Linked DNA regions of Cricetulus griseus: region 2 is linked to region 1. Evidence: chromatin contacts called from public Hi-C data. All regions are on one chromosome and are shown on one strand. Each heading gives the region's core, a stretch centred on a gene start, on an enhancer-like site or on the middle of the called end of the contact. The rest is flanking DNA. Distances are from core to core; before and after follow the strand shown. Region 1 holds the start of Stc2 (stanniocalcin-2). Region 2 has its middle 41 kb from the start of Stc2.

Region 1 (7,372 bases), core at 3,565-6,064:
GAAGGTCCCTGAAATTTATCATCTCCACAATCACACCGATGTTCCCCTGTGCTGCTGAGCACAGATCATGCTTGAGGTAGCATTCCCTCTGCAACTGGAAGACCATCTCCTTGATTGCCGGACACTTCCTGCTGATGCAACCAAATCTGTGCCGCAAGGCATGGGCCTTGCACCTCAGGGCATCCTTGATGAATGACTTCCCCTGAGGATGGAGAACACAAAAGGGAGGGGGCAGAGGAGACAAGATTTTGTCACTAGCCAGGATGGCACACACCAGTCTTAGGCTTACACAAGAGTGTTTGATCTCAGAGTACCAAGGTTCCACTCAGATTGATGTGGTTCCAGGTAGGAGGCTACATCCCAGATGACCTGGCATCCCTGGCATCAGGCCCAAGTGGGATGTGAGCTCTATACACCAACCGATCTGCCTCACTTCCCCAGTTGTCCTTCTAGTTTCCCTGGAACTGGGGCATCCTCCATGCAGCTGGGTGGTGACTGCCTGGTAGCAAATTCCCTGGAACACCAGTGGATTGGGCTATGACTCCTTTGCCAGTACCAACAAGAGCACACTTCTTGTTTGCTCTCCATCCCTGGCAAGTGGTGCTTTTGGAGCCTCCCATTTAGCTGCAGTGCTCATGGTCTTGTCTCCTCTTCTCATGCTTCCAGGAGGAACATTCTTTGCTTTTAAACTGTTAGGATTATGGTTTCCAAAAGGCCCACCTGGCATCCAGTATGGCAACATGCGGATGGGACAGAAGCATCAAATAGCATCCCCCCTGCTGTCTCAGGGGGGTGATGCAGCTAGGCAGGCTACATGTGGCCCCAGCTCTCCAACCTCAGGCAATTGTGCCAAGGCCAGAAAGGAGATGGCTGTCAGGATGTGGGGGCAAGCTCCTGATTTTACTCTTATCAACCTCAACTTCCCTGGCCTGGAGGCATTGTTGGGTATCTACCCAGCAATCTCCCTTCAATTACTGTGGAAATAAGCTTTTTGAAGATAACCTGTTTTTGTTTTGTTTTGAGGCAGGTTTGGAAATCACTGAGTTGAGAAAGTGAACCATTTTAGGTCGGGAATGGGAAGCTAACCAGTATATTTATTTATTTTGGTTTTCTCTTCAGAAATGCCTACAAATAGTGTCTGATGATTGCAAACCCACGTGGCACACACACCTTCCCTGTGGTACCCCCTTTTCTTTGATGTTCTAGCTGGAGCCAGATGGGGTGGCAAGCAGGACTTGGCACTTTATTAAGTAGTTATACACCGAGACATGACTTGAAAGGGATGCCTCTAACTTGAGAACATGCTCCTATTGGTTGGAGGATGGATTTATGTGAGGGCTGTGGCAATCTGTTTTTTTTTTTTTTTTCTTTTTTGTATTCTTCTCTGACATCCTGTGGGAAGGCCCCCAATACACTCCTCTCTTCCGGATTTCCTATTGTGTGTCCTAGCTCCAGTTGGTTCTGAGGGGGGTGCTTTTCTAAGGAGCCGCAAGGAGTTCAAAGTTCTCCCTCTTTCCTTCCATTTCTGTTTCCCCTTCTGGATACATCATATCCTCTGCAGTTTAGGCTGCCGCCCTGTCACATCCCTTTCTGGTTTCCAGGCCTTGCTTTGTGAGGTTATCCACAGGATGTCAGTGGATGGTGACTGGTGGTGTGTCTAAATCACACCTCAACTGTTGGCCTCCTCCAAACTTAGTCATCATGCTCCAATGAAATGGTAGAGGAAGTTTATGAGATATAACAACGGGGTTGAGAGCCGGAGCAGAAAATGAAGAGGAGCCTAGTGCTACATGCCATCTAACACACACTTGGTTCCTCTGTGCCAGAACCATCAGCTTGCCCTGGGCAGCAACTCAACTTTACCTTGGGAGTCTGAGGTGAATTCAGCTCTGACTATAAGACAGTGAGATTCAGTCAGGGTTTTGACTTTTCGGGCTGAGAGATGAGCCTCTTCCATGCTGTTTGGAGGCTGTGAATTATCTAGGCTGCTTGCCCACGTATACACTAGAAGAGCCTTTGCTACCTGTAGCTAGAGACCCTGACACTTCAGTCTTCTCTTCCTAATACAGTTTTGGGGACCGGGTTCTTGTTGTTTGGACACGGTGTTTGTCAAGGGCTATGACTTCAGTGTCTAGCCTGCTTTGCCTATGCAGTTACAGCTCAAGAATTTAGAAGGATTTGACCTAATGGCAAGTCCACAAAGCCAAGCAATGGCACAAAGCAGACACTGGTGCCCTTCTCTACACCTTCAAGTACCAAACCACTTCAAATAACAGTTCAGGAGCAAGTCCTTCAGCCAAGATTTCAACCATGCTACACCAACCCAGAATATTTTTCATGCTGTATGTTTTACCTGGGCGTCAAATTTTCCAGCGTTGTGCAGAAAAGTCATGCAAATCCCATGTAAGCCTCGGATTTCACAAGAGTTGTTCTCAAAACACTCAAACACGCCACACCCCACGTCCCCAGCATTGACCAAACAGTGCTGGATCTCCGCTAAAATGAAAAAAAATTAACAGTAAGGGCTAGAGAAATTAAAGGGGAAAAAGTTGTGCCAATTTCAGAATTTAAGGGGTGGGGGAAATAACATGTCATTATTTACTACTACTTATAAAGAGTTGGTATTTATAAATTTTTGTAAAATTAGCTCAAAATAACAACTATCATAGTCAGAAGTTAGTATGAGCATTTTTCTCCCTGCCCCTTTCTTTTCCACTTTATGAAAGTATATGTGAGAATACTCAGCTTAAGAGCAGAAAATATTTCAGCTTTTGAAACCCACAGGGAAAAGGTAAGATTTTAAAAAGGCCGAATTTCATGAATTAAATGACTTTCTCTACTTGGGGCTGCAGAAGCCACTGCCTTTAAGATCCTGCCATTTCCTTCCTGACAACTTCAATTCAGCTTTATGATTCAACACCTAAAAATCAAAACAAGATTCCTATTAAAGCCGTGCCTCCAAACCACCCGCATTAAAAATGCCAGGGCCAGGGAGGCTGTGGCTGAAAACAGCCTCAGAATGAAAGCAGGTGGGGGCTGGCCTTGCCACCCGCCACCATTCCCTTTGGAGGTTCCTTTTAATTAGGGATCTGGTGTGAGATATCACTTAATCCCCTAGAATGCCCCGAGGGCCCGAGGGCCCGGAGCCTGCTACTTCTTCCAAGATGTCCTAATTCATCAGCCTGAAAGGAAAGACTGGGAGCTGTCAGGCTGCAGGAGTGCAGTCTCATGCCCTCTTCGGCTCACTCAATGAGTTCTACGTTTTAAACCAACCGCAAAATTACGCTAGGAAAGTGTATTTTGGAGGAAGGGCGGGGCTCGAGTCGAAAAATCAGCATCAGATGAAATCTATGGAGAGTGAGGGGCGTGTATTTGTGGAGGGGCACCTAAATCTAAAAGGGGGGCAGGGCTGGCGAGAGGCTGAACTGACTGCACGCGTGGCCGCGGGCAGGACAGCGATCACTCACTTGGGCGCCCCTGACATGCATTTTTCGGCTCAGGCAAGGAGCGCACGCACGCCACGGCGGCGGCGTTCACACGGCCCGGGAGGAGGAATAGCGGGGGTGGGGGCATGAGCAAGGTGCCGAGCGGCAGACACGTTTCTTTCTCTCCCGGGAGCTGGGAAGAAGGCCAGCCCGTGTGCCGCACGCCAGGCTCTGCGCTGCAGCTTGCCGGTGAGCAGGGCCGGCGCACGATTTGGGTCGTGTCAACATTTCTCCCCTTGCTATCCTGGCTGGGAGCAAGGGACCGCCGCAGCACCACAGAGGCACGCTTTGTGAACCCCCTCCCCCAAAGGGAAACTTCTTGATGCCATTTAACTGGCCAGCAAAGTTCTGGGATGTCCAGCAGTCTTTAAAGGAAGGGGAGACAGCCTATGCCAGGCTGGCCAGCTTGGAAGAGAAGTTCTCTGGGCGCAGGGCGAGCCCGGTTCCTGGGACCCTCGGTGCCTCGCATGGGTTAGCCTGGACAAAGTGCGCCTTGCGCAGGGCCCGAGACTCTGGCTGGAGCTGGCAGCATCAAGCGCTGCCTCGTTTCCCCTCAGCCCCGGGGGAGAGTAGCAACAAGTCCTGCCTCAGCTATTTCATCACCCTACTAGCACGTGCGGATTCTGGGCGCTCGGAGCCCGGCCCAGACCTCGCTTCTCCTCGTTCGTCCCTCTGCAAGTCCCGAGCCACCAAGAGTTTGCGCGGCCCGGGGTGAGCTCGGGTCGCTGGGCTGGGGCTAAACACACCGGGAGCGCCGCGGGCGTGCCACCGACGTTTCCCCGGCAGCTCCCGGCTGCAGGGCGCACGCGTTTACCTGTGTTCTGCAGGGACAGGCGGCCTTTCTGCTGGGAGCCCCTGTCTTGAGGACCTTCCGGAGGGTTCGTGGCGTCGGTCCCTCGCGCCGGGTCCAAGGTGGCAAACACCAAAGCCAGGGTCACGAACTGGCCCAGCCGCTCCGCACACATGGTTCTGGGTATCACCCTCCCTCCGGGAGACCTGGATTCTTTGTGCGCCCCTCCTCCTCTTCTTCCTCCTCCGCCGCTTCCCCCTCCTCCCACTCTTCCTCCTCGCTCGCCCCTTCCCTCCTCCTCGCCGCGGTTCGGATAGAGGTTACCCAGCGCCCTGCCGTAGCTCTCCGGAGAGCATGTGACCAGGCCGTTAGCAGTGCCGCGAGTGCCCGGCGATGGCAGGGATGGTGCCTCAAATATCCCTGGAAGCTCTGGTGTCACTTGAATGAAGGAGTCGAGCAGGTGTTGTCCCGGAGGCTGGACCAATCCGAGACCCCGGCCCGTTTGACAACACAGCCGGGAGGCGGGGCCTGCGCCAACTACTACGGGAGGAAGCGGAGAGCCGCGGAGAGCGCCCCACAAAGTTGCCGACCTGGCGGCGGCCACGCTTTTACGTGCGTGTGTGTGAGCGCGGCCTGAGACGCGTGCGCGTGTGCGGGTGCTCCGGGGCAATGGCCGAGCGGACTGAGAAAAAAAAATCAAAGCCGATGCCAGCTCCAGTTGCAGCTAAAAAAACTAAAAAACGGGGTGGGATAGGGCGGGGAGGGTCGGTCTTTACTGGGACAGCGTCCTCAGTGCTTTCGGCTGGGAAAGTTTCCTCTTTGGAACTCAGTGACATTATCAGCCCCGAGGCCTGGATAGATTGGAACAGATACCTGGGCACAGAGAGGGTGCGAGCAAATTGAGCTCTGATGGGCATCCCTAAGCGTCATGACTCTTGGCATTTACAAAACAGGCACTTGAAGACAGGCGCCAAAACCCTGAAGCACTTGGCCGGAGAGACAGTCCACCTCCCACTTTTTTTTTTCTGCCCGGATTTGGTGGGTCCTGAAACACCTGAGATGTCTTGTCTCGCCCCTCCCCCAACCCAGACGGATTCCTGTCTGGGCTTCAGGGATCCAGGTGACAACCCAGACTTGCATCATTTCCTGGCGGGTCGCTAGGAGGCCCAGGCAGCCTTGGGTCAGGCGGCCGCGGAGCATCGCGTGCTCTGGAGGCCGGAGCTTAACAGGCAACTTTAGGCATCTCCAAACACACGCTTCCATTTTTCCTAAGCGTCACTCGGCCCAGCTAAGGATTTCCTTTACTACTCAGCCCTCTGATGCAAAAAATAAAAGCAAAAACTCCAAAGTCCCGGGACAGTCTCTCCATCTCTTCTCCTTTTGGAGCCCCCCTCCTAAATGGGAATCAGATCGCCCTCAGCTGCTATCTCCTCTGCTGGAGGAAGCAGGGAGAAAGTTGGGCGCCGCTGCGAGCGCCTCTCCCCCTGCTGTGTGTGTACGTGTGCACGCTCACGTCTTCCTCGCGCCGGCCCGGGACAGGAACTGCTGCTCTTGGCCTCGTTAACCCGACGACTTAGTTCGGTGGGCTAGCTTGGTTGGAGGAGGGTGGAGAGGCGAGCGCTGCCACCTAGCGCCACCTGGCCCTCATCCGGTATTGGCGGTACTTGCCCCTCCCCCGCACTCCCCACCCAAGTCTTGGAGAACAGGTGAGCCAGGGTACCAGCTCTCAACCCACGTCCTTGCCCGACTCCGCGCTCGCCCGCGCACTCTGCAGCAATGCGCCTGGGAGGTTTCATCACCCACCGCCCGCGGCGACAGCAACCCTGGGCCTCCGTAGCGAGGCGCACTCTCTGCCTCTTCAGCGCCTACGAGAGGCTCGCCTGAGAGAGGGGTTGCAGAGATGGGCGCGCGGTTGTTTTTTCTGCTGTCGCTCAACTTTCCTGGGAGCCAGCTGCCTTCCAGCGAGGAGACTGCGGAGGCTGGGGGTCAGGGTGACCGCTGCTTCAGACCAGAGGAAAAACAGGTGGAGATGGGAAGGCGCCTTTGGGATGGGGTTTGCAGGGGCAGGGCGGCTTGGAGCTTCTGTCCATAGTACCTCCCCATCTCTCGGGCCCCGAGGAAATGGTCGCTTCGAATGTCTTAGTCTTCGATGGCGGGAAGAAACTGGCCACTCGTGCCCATGATACTAATAGCAGTGACTTCCTTATTCATCCTTTGAGGAAGGTGGTGGACATCCTCCTTGGCCACCTTGCTTGTGGTCTACCCCCCCCCCCAACTCTTTCATGTCGAAAATTTCCTGGGAGAATCAAGCAGCCCTCAGCCTTACTTAATTAACTTCAGAGCTGGGCAGACCTCTGTGGCCTTTTCCATGACAGAAGTGGCACCAGAGAATCAGAATTTGGAGACTGAAGGCGGTAGAAAGAAACCCACCTTGTCCTGTTGCAGTGAGGCCCTGCACCTGCCCTCAGAGAACCTGCATGATTTAAAAAAAATCATCTTGAGGCTTTTACTCCAACTTTCAAAGGAATTTCACGGTTCCCATCTGAGCAGAATTGTCGCTTACACAGTGGCTAGACGCGTGGTGCCGTAAGCACACACAGCGGCCCTTCATGAAGGTTGTCTCTGGACCACGTGACCCAGACAGAAGCACCAGCCAAGGGTGTTCATCCACTCCATCTCATCAGGGCTTCAGAGTCACTGGGACGTTTCCTGGGCAATCCTCTGGGTTGTGGGCCCAGGGCAGAATGAGGTTGGAGAAGGATGTGGCACACACGGGTGTCTTTGTTTCCATCCCCTTTTCCCTGCAGATTCCTTTAGCTCATCAGTCCCTCAGGTTGGGTTTGTCAGATGAGTGGCATGGGCTGGGGACAGTAGATAACACTTACAAAGCTAGCATGAATTGAGCCCAGGCACTGCACAGCACATCCAGGTTGGAACTATGGCGCTTCTCTACACCTAATGCCCATGCTAAATGGGAACAAAAACTTAGAGGAACAAGGAGGGTCAGCTGGGGCTGACCTGCGGTTCCAGTGTCTGTGGACAGTTTGGGACATGTAACTGCTGAGATCTGTTCTGTCTGTAACATCCAGATTGTGAC
Region 2 (7,372 bases), core at 1,585-4,084, 42 kb before region 1:
TGGCCTCCCCCACGGTATTCAGGAAGCAAGCCCTCGCCAAAGGCTGGCCCTATGTTCCTGGGATTCCCAGCCTCTAAAGCCAGGAGCTAAGTATACCTGTGTTTGCCAGTTCACAGGCAGAAGCCCTTCAATTTTAGCATCTTAGAATGAATTAAGACAGGTTAAATTCAGATGGAGCCCTCATTTCTGTGAGGCAACCCACCCGCAGGCAGACATTCCTCAGTTTATGGCCCCGGGACACGGCAGTCCCTATTGTTCCCTTCTGTCTCTGACCTCTGGCTAGCTTCACTCTGACATGAAGAGGTCTGACACAGACAGCAGAGTGCTCAGACAGAGTGTCTGAGTTTGATTTCCAACCCCCTGGTTATTCGGTGCGGCTACATTAGCTATCTCTCTGCTATCGTTAGTTTACAAATCTGAGAAATGGGAACAATGCTACTGCCTGCTCCCAGGGCCTAAACTGCTGTGACTTTTTTTGATTCTAGGCACAGTCATGTCCTGTGGGTAGGTGTTTGGGTCCATGACAGGCTGCAGTGTGATGGTGGTCCCTCTAGGAGGGGAATGGAAGAAAATAGGACACAGAGCTAAAAGGTGGGGAAGCCATGAAGGGCTTGGTCTGGCTTTGCATGTGCTGTGAGCTCCTTTAGAAGCAGTGCCCTGTGGGTTCAGCACTCACAGGCAAATCAGGATGGGCCAAGAGCCCAGCTGAGAACACAGCCAAAGAGGACACTTTCTGCAGATGGCTCCCAAGGAAAGCCTCAGCAGGTCTACAGTTTGTTGCAGGAGGTGGCTGCTCCAAGCATGTCACTGCATCTGGCTACCATCCAGGGTGCATGGGATAGATAGGGAGGCAGACCTTGCCCATCCAGCTGCCCCGTTAAGCTCTGTGGAGGTCAAAGTGCAGTGCAGATTTCAATGAGACAGTTTAGCAAACAGAAGGAGCACAAAATTTCACAATGAAGAAAAGCCTATGGAATAAAGGAAGATGTCTTTGTACAGATGTGCAGGTTCTGTTTTAAATTGTTACAAAACAATCAAGACATTTTAAAAATTAAAAAAAGTCTACAAAATCAAAAGCTATGGTAAGTTAAGTGTTGAAGAGAGAGAGCTCTTCTTTGTGACCCAGATGTGCCGGGCTTTAGTGTACACTAGTTTCAGGAGAGCCCTGGGCCTGCCCTGAACACCACTCACCAACTAACTCACTTGTAGTAGCTGGCAGCCTGGGGCTCCACTCACAGTCAGTGCCCTAGATGGTGCCTCATTTGAAAATCTTGTCTGTCTGTCTGTCTGTCTGTCACTCTTCCCCCTCCCTTCCTCTCCCCTCACTCGTGTGTGTGTGTGTGTGTGTGTGTGTGTGTGTGTGTGTGTGTGTGTGTAGTGTTTGTGTATGTGTGTACATGGTGTGTGTGTGTGTGCTATGTGTGGTGTGTGTGTGGTGTGTGTGTATGGATGGTATGTGTATGTGTGTGTATGTGTGTGTGTGTGTGTGTGTGTGTGTGTGTGTGTGTGTGTGTGTGTGTGTGTGTGTGGTGTGTGTGTGTATGGATGGTATGTGTATGTGTGATGTATGTGTGTGTTTGTGTGGTGTGTGTGTGGTGTGTGTGTGTGTATGGTGTGTGTGTGTGGTGTGTGTGTGGTGTTTGTGGTGTGTGTGTATGTGGGGTGTGTGTGTGTGTGTATGTGGTGTTATATGCATATACCCATGGAGGTCACAGTAGGACAAGTGTGTCTCCCCTATTGCTTTCTGTCTCATCGTCTTTAGATAGGGTCTCTCACTGACTCCGAAGTTCCTTGTTTTTGTTAGGCTGGCTGGCCTCAAGCTCTGAAGAGCCACTGTTCTTTGCTACCAACACTTGGGTTATAGGCATATGCAGTCACATTTGACAGACTTTGTTGTGGTTGTGGGTTTCTTTGGGGGGATGATGACTGGTTCTCTCTATGTAGTCCTATCTGTCTTGGAGTTCACTATATAGATCAGATGGTCTTGAATTAAGAGATCCATTGCTTCTGCCTCTCAAGTCTAAGATTAAAGGCATGTGCCACCTTGCAAGGTCCCTGAAAATCTTTTACCCTCTAGTTTTACTGTGCCTTTCCACACTTAGGTATGTTTAGTACACCAATATTATTGTATTATAATCACCCACAGTATTCTGGACAGTGACAGAATACTAGGTTTGGAGCCCAAGTGCAGTCCTAGGTCAGATCATGGGTTCCTCTTTAGTCATCTTCTCTCTATATGCTACATCATATGGTGTGCAGTGTGCTCCACCATGGAAGTCTGGAAACATTCCACTCTGTTCTTACAAGGCCCAGGGGCAGAGTGCTTGCTAACATGTGCGAGGCCTGTGTTCTAGTCACAGTACTGAAGAAAGGGGGGAAGTGAGAGGAGAGAGGGAGAGGTGAAGGTCACTAAATGATGAAATTAGACGCTCCTCTCAGAGTGTCCCTGCGGAGGATACATGAGTGTCTTTGTGTTTCTTGGCTGTGGGACTCCCCTCCAAATGACAAGTCTTGGCAGATGGAGGGGTCTGCAGATGGGTGATTATGGCAGAAGGCAGGCCAGGGAGAAAGGGTCTGGAGAAGCTTTGCCCACAGTTGCATCTTTGGCTGGGACCTGCCCTTCTCTGGGGATTGCTGGGCAGCCTGTCTATCTGGTTACCAACACCTCAGTCTGTCAGGAGGAGCCCAGTTCCCCTCTGCTCAGTACAGACACTTCAGCGCCAGGAGGGAGGGAAAACAAAGGCGGTATCTAGCTCCAGTCCCTTGCTGTGTGGCTGTGTCTAGAGTCTGGGCTCAGATGACAGAGGCAGAATTGAGAGCCCTGGATGTCAGCTCTGCTCGGAGCTGTCAGCCTGTCAGCCCGGGAGGGTGGACACACTCCGGCTTGCTGGTTCTGCCCAGAGAGGCCTGGCCCTGAAGCTGTGCAGAACCTCTATTTATAATTTCCCATGATAACAGGCCCATTCATCCCCTCTGCAGACCCTAATTGCTCTGGAGCAAGGGATGACAGCTTAATTATGAACCTCACAAAAATTGAACTTGGTCTGTGTCAACAAAGTCCCTTCTCTGTCACCCTGGGGTAGCTCTTTGCCCTTCATTGTAGCAAAGGGCAGTTGGAAAGAAAAAAAAAAAAAGGGGGAAAGGCTTGGCTGAGTTCCAGTTCCAACAGACTTATTTTCTGACTCCAAAGCATCAGAGTGTAGGAGACAGAAGCCCTTTTCTGTTGCTGGCTGGTCACTGCCTGGTTGGAGTGGCATTTTGATCCCCAGAGATTTGGGATGTGAGTGTTAAAGGGACTCTGGGGACTGCTTGTTTGGGATTGAAAATTGGGCACAATTTTGCCCGCAGATGTTTTATTTGGCCAACAGAGTTTTCTTTTTTAAACTTTTAACAAACTTTGTGGTAAAATCCACATCACACAGAATTAACCATTTTAAAGCTCCCAGCTCACTGCCACCTGGCTTATTTGCCATATTTACAGCGCAGCCACCAGCTGCCTCCCAAGTGTTTTCACCACCTCAAAAGAAACCTCTGTATCCATTAAGCCCCCATTTCCTGTTCCCACCCCCATAAGGAAGATCCTGGCCACTACATTCTGGTCCTGCTGCCCTGGATATGGCACAGGATGTAGCCACACTGGCCCTTAGTATCTGACTCGGCCATCACATCCCTCACTTATGAGGCTCATGCATGCTGTCTGTGTGTCAGCATTTATTATTATTATTATTATTATTATTATTATTATTATTATTATTATTATTTTAACAGCCGGAAAAAACTACAAGAGGCTCTGTACTGTCTCCTGGCAGCCTTATCTTCTTTCTCAACCTTGTGTGTGGTCCCACTTTGTGTCCCCATGGCAGAATCAAATACCTTGTCAGCAGTGAAAACTCAAAGAGTTCACGCCACAAGAGGAGAGAATAATGTTATGAGCTAGATGCTGTGAGTCTCTGCTACCCAGCTTTGGAAACAGGAGCGGCTGGATGCCCTGGGCAGACAGATGAAGGACCGGAAGCCATCCACATCACTTTCTTTATGAAGCTCACAGGTTGACACTGCCTAGGGAGAATCCACATCCTTGCTCCCCACCGCTGGTGGCTTTTTCTGCAGGTGTTGACAGTAATAGTCAGGATTGTGACCCGTGTTCTTGACAGCTTGTTAATGTGTGTTTTGGGGACCTTTCCGTTTCCCTTGGGAAACACCCCGAATACTTGCGTGGTTCAGGTGAGTAGGGACTGCCCCCTCCCAGGCATGAACTGTATTCTTATAAGCTGAGGATCATGAATGTCTAGATCAGGGCTCTCCCCGAGGGACTGGTGGGAAATCCGGCCTGTCCTGCCAAGTAGGGATGGAGGGATTTCTGGTGACTCCATTTGAGCACTTTGATGTGGCTATGCCTGAAAGCCTGAAAGTTTTCATTTTCTGCTGAAGATGGAAGCCAGGGCCTCACACACACTGAGCAAGCAGCCTCCACTGACCTGCACTCCCAACCTGGGATCTCTCAGTTATATAACTCAATACTTGACATACTATGATGGCGATGTGTCCTGAGGCGTGCAGTTAGGCAATTTCATCAACACGTGGGCATCCTATGCACTAACACTTATGACTAGACGCTAGATTGTGTAGGTCAGTCATTAAGCATGGCCTCTTGATGCATTCAGGGGTGTGCAGTGAATCTAGATGGATGAGGCTGCTGAGAGCATAGTGTGGTGTAACATATTTGAAACTGACAGTAGAGATGGAGCTGTGATAGCCACTTACCAGTACCAAGTATCGTGGACAGGCCACCACCCTTTGTAAGACTGGAAGCCCTGCAGATTTGTTTGCAGCAGCATAGCTACAAAGGGCATCACAACAGTCATAGCCACAAAGGGCGGTGGGGTTTTTCCCCCTTCATTATATTCCTATGGGACCACTATCACATATATAGCCTGCCTTAGTTTCTTTTCTATTTCCGTGATAAGACAACATGCCCAAGGCAACCTAGAGAAGGAGGAGTTTATTTGGGGCTTACAGTTTCAGAGAATGAGTCCATTGACTATTGTGGTGAGAAGCATGGTGGTAGAGAGGCAGGCTTAGTGCTGGAATGGTAGCTGAGGACTTAGATCTTGAGACCCAACCATGAGACAGAGAAAGCTAACTGGGACCCGCACAGGCTTTTGAAGCCTCCAAGCCTACTGTCAGTAAAATACCTCCTCTAACAAGGCGACATCTCCTAATCCTTCCCAAACAGTCCCACCAACTGGGGACCACATACATATTCAAACATATGAGCCTATGGGGGCCATTCTCATTCAAACCATTTGTTCCATTGTCAACTGAAGCAAACAAGAAATTGTATCTTTTCCCCCCCCTGAAACTGCATCAAACCTCTGAAGCCTACAAACACAACTTGCTGCTGACTTGCCACACACTCAGTGCAGTGAGGTAGGCAGGTAGTCATAATTACTTGTCATTTGTGGAGGACAGGATGGGGATTAGGAAGGGATCTCAAGTGGATGACCTTGTCTTTCAACGAGCATAGAAAACATCCTTGTCCCTGTGTTCAGAGTATCCCAGGAAAACTGGAAAAGTTGGAATATGTAGAAAAGTACGCCGACAATCCTGTCACTCTCAGATCACCATCCCCAACGCTGTGTGAGAGTTTATGGTCCATTCAAACGCTGCATTTCTGTTGCCCCTGGCAGAAGGGGAGGGCTGTTCTCAGCATCTCCCTGAGTTCAGGGGGAAGGCAGCAGACTCCAGGACACTCTGCTGCTGGGGCAGGAGGAGCCTGTGGAGCGATGTCTTGAGCTGCAGCCAGGGAGAGCTGCATTCCAGGGCCTTTTTACCTGGGTAACAGGCGCTTGGTCTTCCCTCAGTCACGTCTTTGGGCCCTCTTATTCCTGCTACCACCAGGTGGCGCTGTGGAATAGGGACCAGCTCCTCTGGCTGGGTGTGAGAGGGAAATTACAGGAGAGCAAGGGAGGACAACTGTGAACACACAGCCACTTTGCTTATTCTCAGGGAGAATAAGGAGGGCGAGGGACCTGCGGACAGAAGACTGAAAGCAGCAAATCACCGAAGAGGTGGTCACAGAGAGCTGATAGGAAAGGAGGGTCAGGCAGAGAGATCGGGGGTTCTGGAGTTTCTGGGGGAAGGTGGGCCAGGCTCACAGGGTAGTAGTAATGGCAGCAGAAAGCTACCCAGAGGCTGGAACCTGAAGAGCCACTGAATTCCTGTCCACAGCTAAAGCATGTCTCAGAGTCTCAGAGACTGAGGCAGGAGTGGGTTTTGGGGGCTAGCTCAAGGAAGCTCATTGAGGCAGAAGCCCACACACATGGGGTTCTCTGTCTCAAATGCACATCTCAGCATGACCCAAAAGCAGTGGTTCCTCCTCCTCCGATGAATTCTAGCACATCTCGTGTGAGGAAGCCCAGATTTGTAGGGCACCAGCTGATGTCAGCTGGGCCCTGGTTGACTTACAGTGGGCACACAAATAGAGTGATGAACAGGGCCAATCAGGAAGAGTGGTGGAATCTGGTGAGAGAAAGGGACAGCCCTGAGCCCACTAAAAGGTCTGTGGTCTGTCTGCTGTTTCTGTCCATCCTGGGTCCCTGCAGTTCCCCCATCCCCGACTCTCTTGCTTCATGGGGGTGGGGTGTGGATGGAGGGAGGCTGTTCCTTTAGCAGCTCCTGCTGCCTCATAGTTATCAGCAGTCTGTCTTCATATCCTGAGCCTGCCATATTGGGAGCCCTGCACATGTCTAGTATCAGGTTTGAAGACTGGATCGTCCCTGTCTGCCATACTGATGAGGACACCAAGGGGGTTTTCATCACTGCCACACTACCCCCAACCCCATGGCTCACAGAGGAAGTGCAAGATTCCATGCTGTGGTCTAAATGTGTCCATCAGGGACTGCCATCTTGGCTCCTCTCCCCTCTGCCCAGTACATTTTGGGCAGCACTGAGGTGGGCAAGTACCACAGAGTACCGTGAGATAGGAACAGAGACAGCCTGGGGTCAAGAGGCCCTGAGGACGTTTTTGCAGCAGGTACATCTTGAGCTGACCTTCAGAAAACAGGTGGTTATCAGAGGAAATGTTAGACTCTGATCACTCGGGACTTCCGGCATAGCCTGAGCAAAGTCTGGGAGGAGAGGGCTTCTGCCCCCTACTACAGGAAGAAGGGGCAGAGGGAAGGGCATTCTAGAGGAGAGGGGCACCGTCCCCCAAATCTGGAGAGCTCCATCAGAGTATATGTGCTTGACTTGTCACATGTGGCCTTGGGTTGTCAGGTCCAAGAGGCCTGACCCAGGGGCAGCCACCAGATCAAACCTGTCTTGGAGCTCATTGTTGGTTATCACCTACCAGGTCCAGAGGTTGTCAGGG

The links. Hi-C and Micro-C count contacts between places; a contact is called where the count stands out from the background.
Region 2: a Hi-C map of liver shows a contact between it and region 1, with 2.7 times the contacts expected there. The contact joins the enhancer-like site here to the promoter of Stc2 in region 1. A contact is called at or near these places in 4 of 8 Hi-C or Micro-C datasets (the CHO-K1 cell line, fibroblasts and liver).

What each region holds. Positions count from the first base shown.
Region 1 is chr7:46,878,720-46,886,091 of CriGri-PICRH-1.0, reverse strand. It overlaps Stc2 (stanniocalcin-2), which reads right to left and starts at 4,814. Exons shown (of 4, transcript XM_027425172.2): 1 at 4,300-4,814; 2 at 2,354-2,496; 3 at 1-202. The coding sequence starts at 4,450.
Region 2 is chr7:46,918,598-46,925,969 of CriGri-PICRH-1.0, reverse strand. No RefSeq gene overlaps it. Among named protein-coding and RNA genes, the nearest start is that of Stc2, 41 kb to the right of the region's middle. Within about 2 kb of position 2,834, at least 1 of the 6 cell types and tissues checked has open chromatin away from gene starts, as enhancers often do.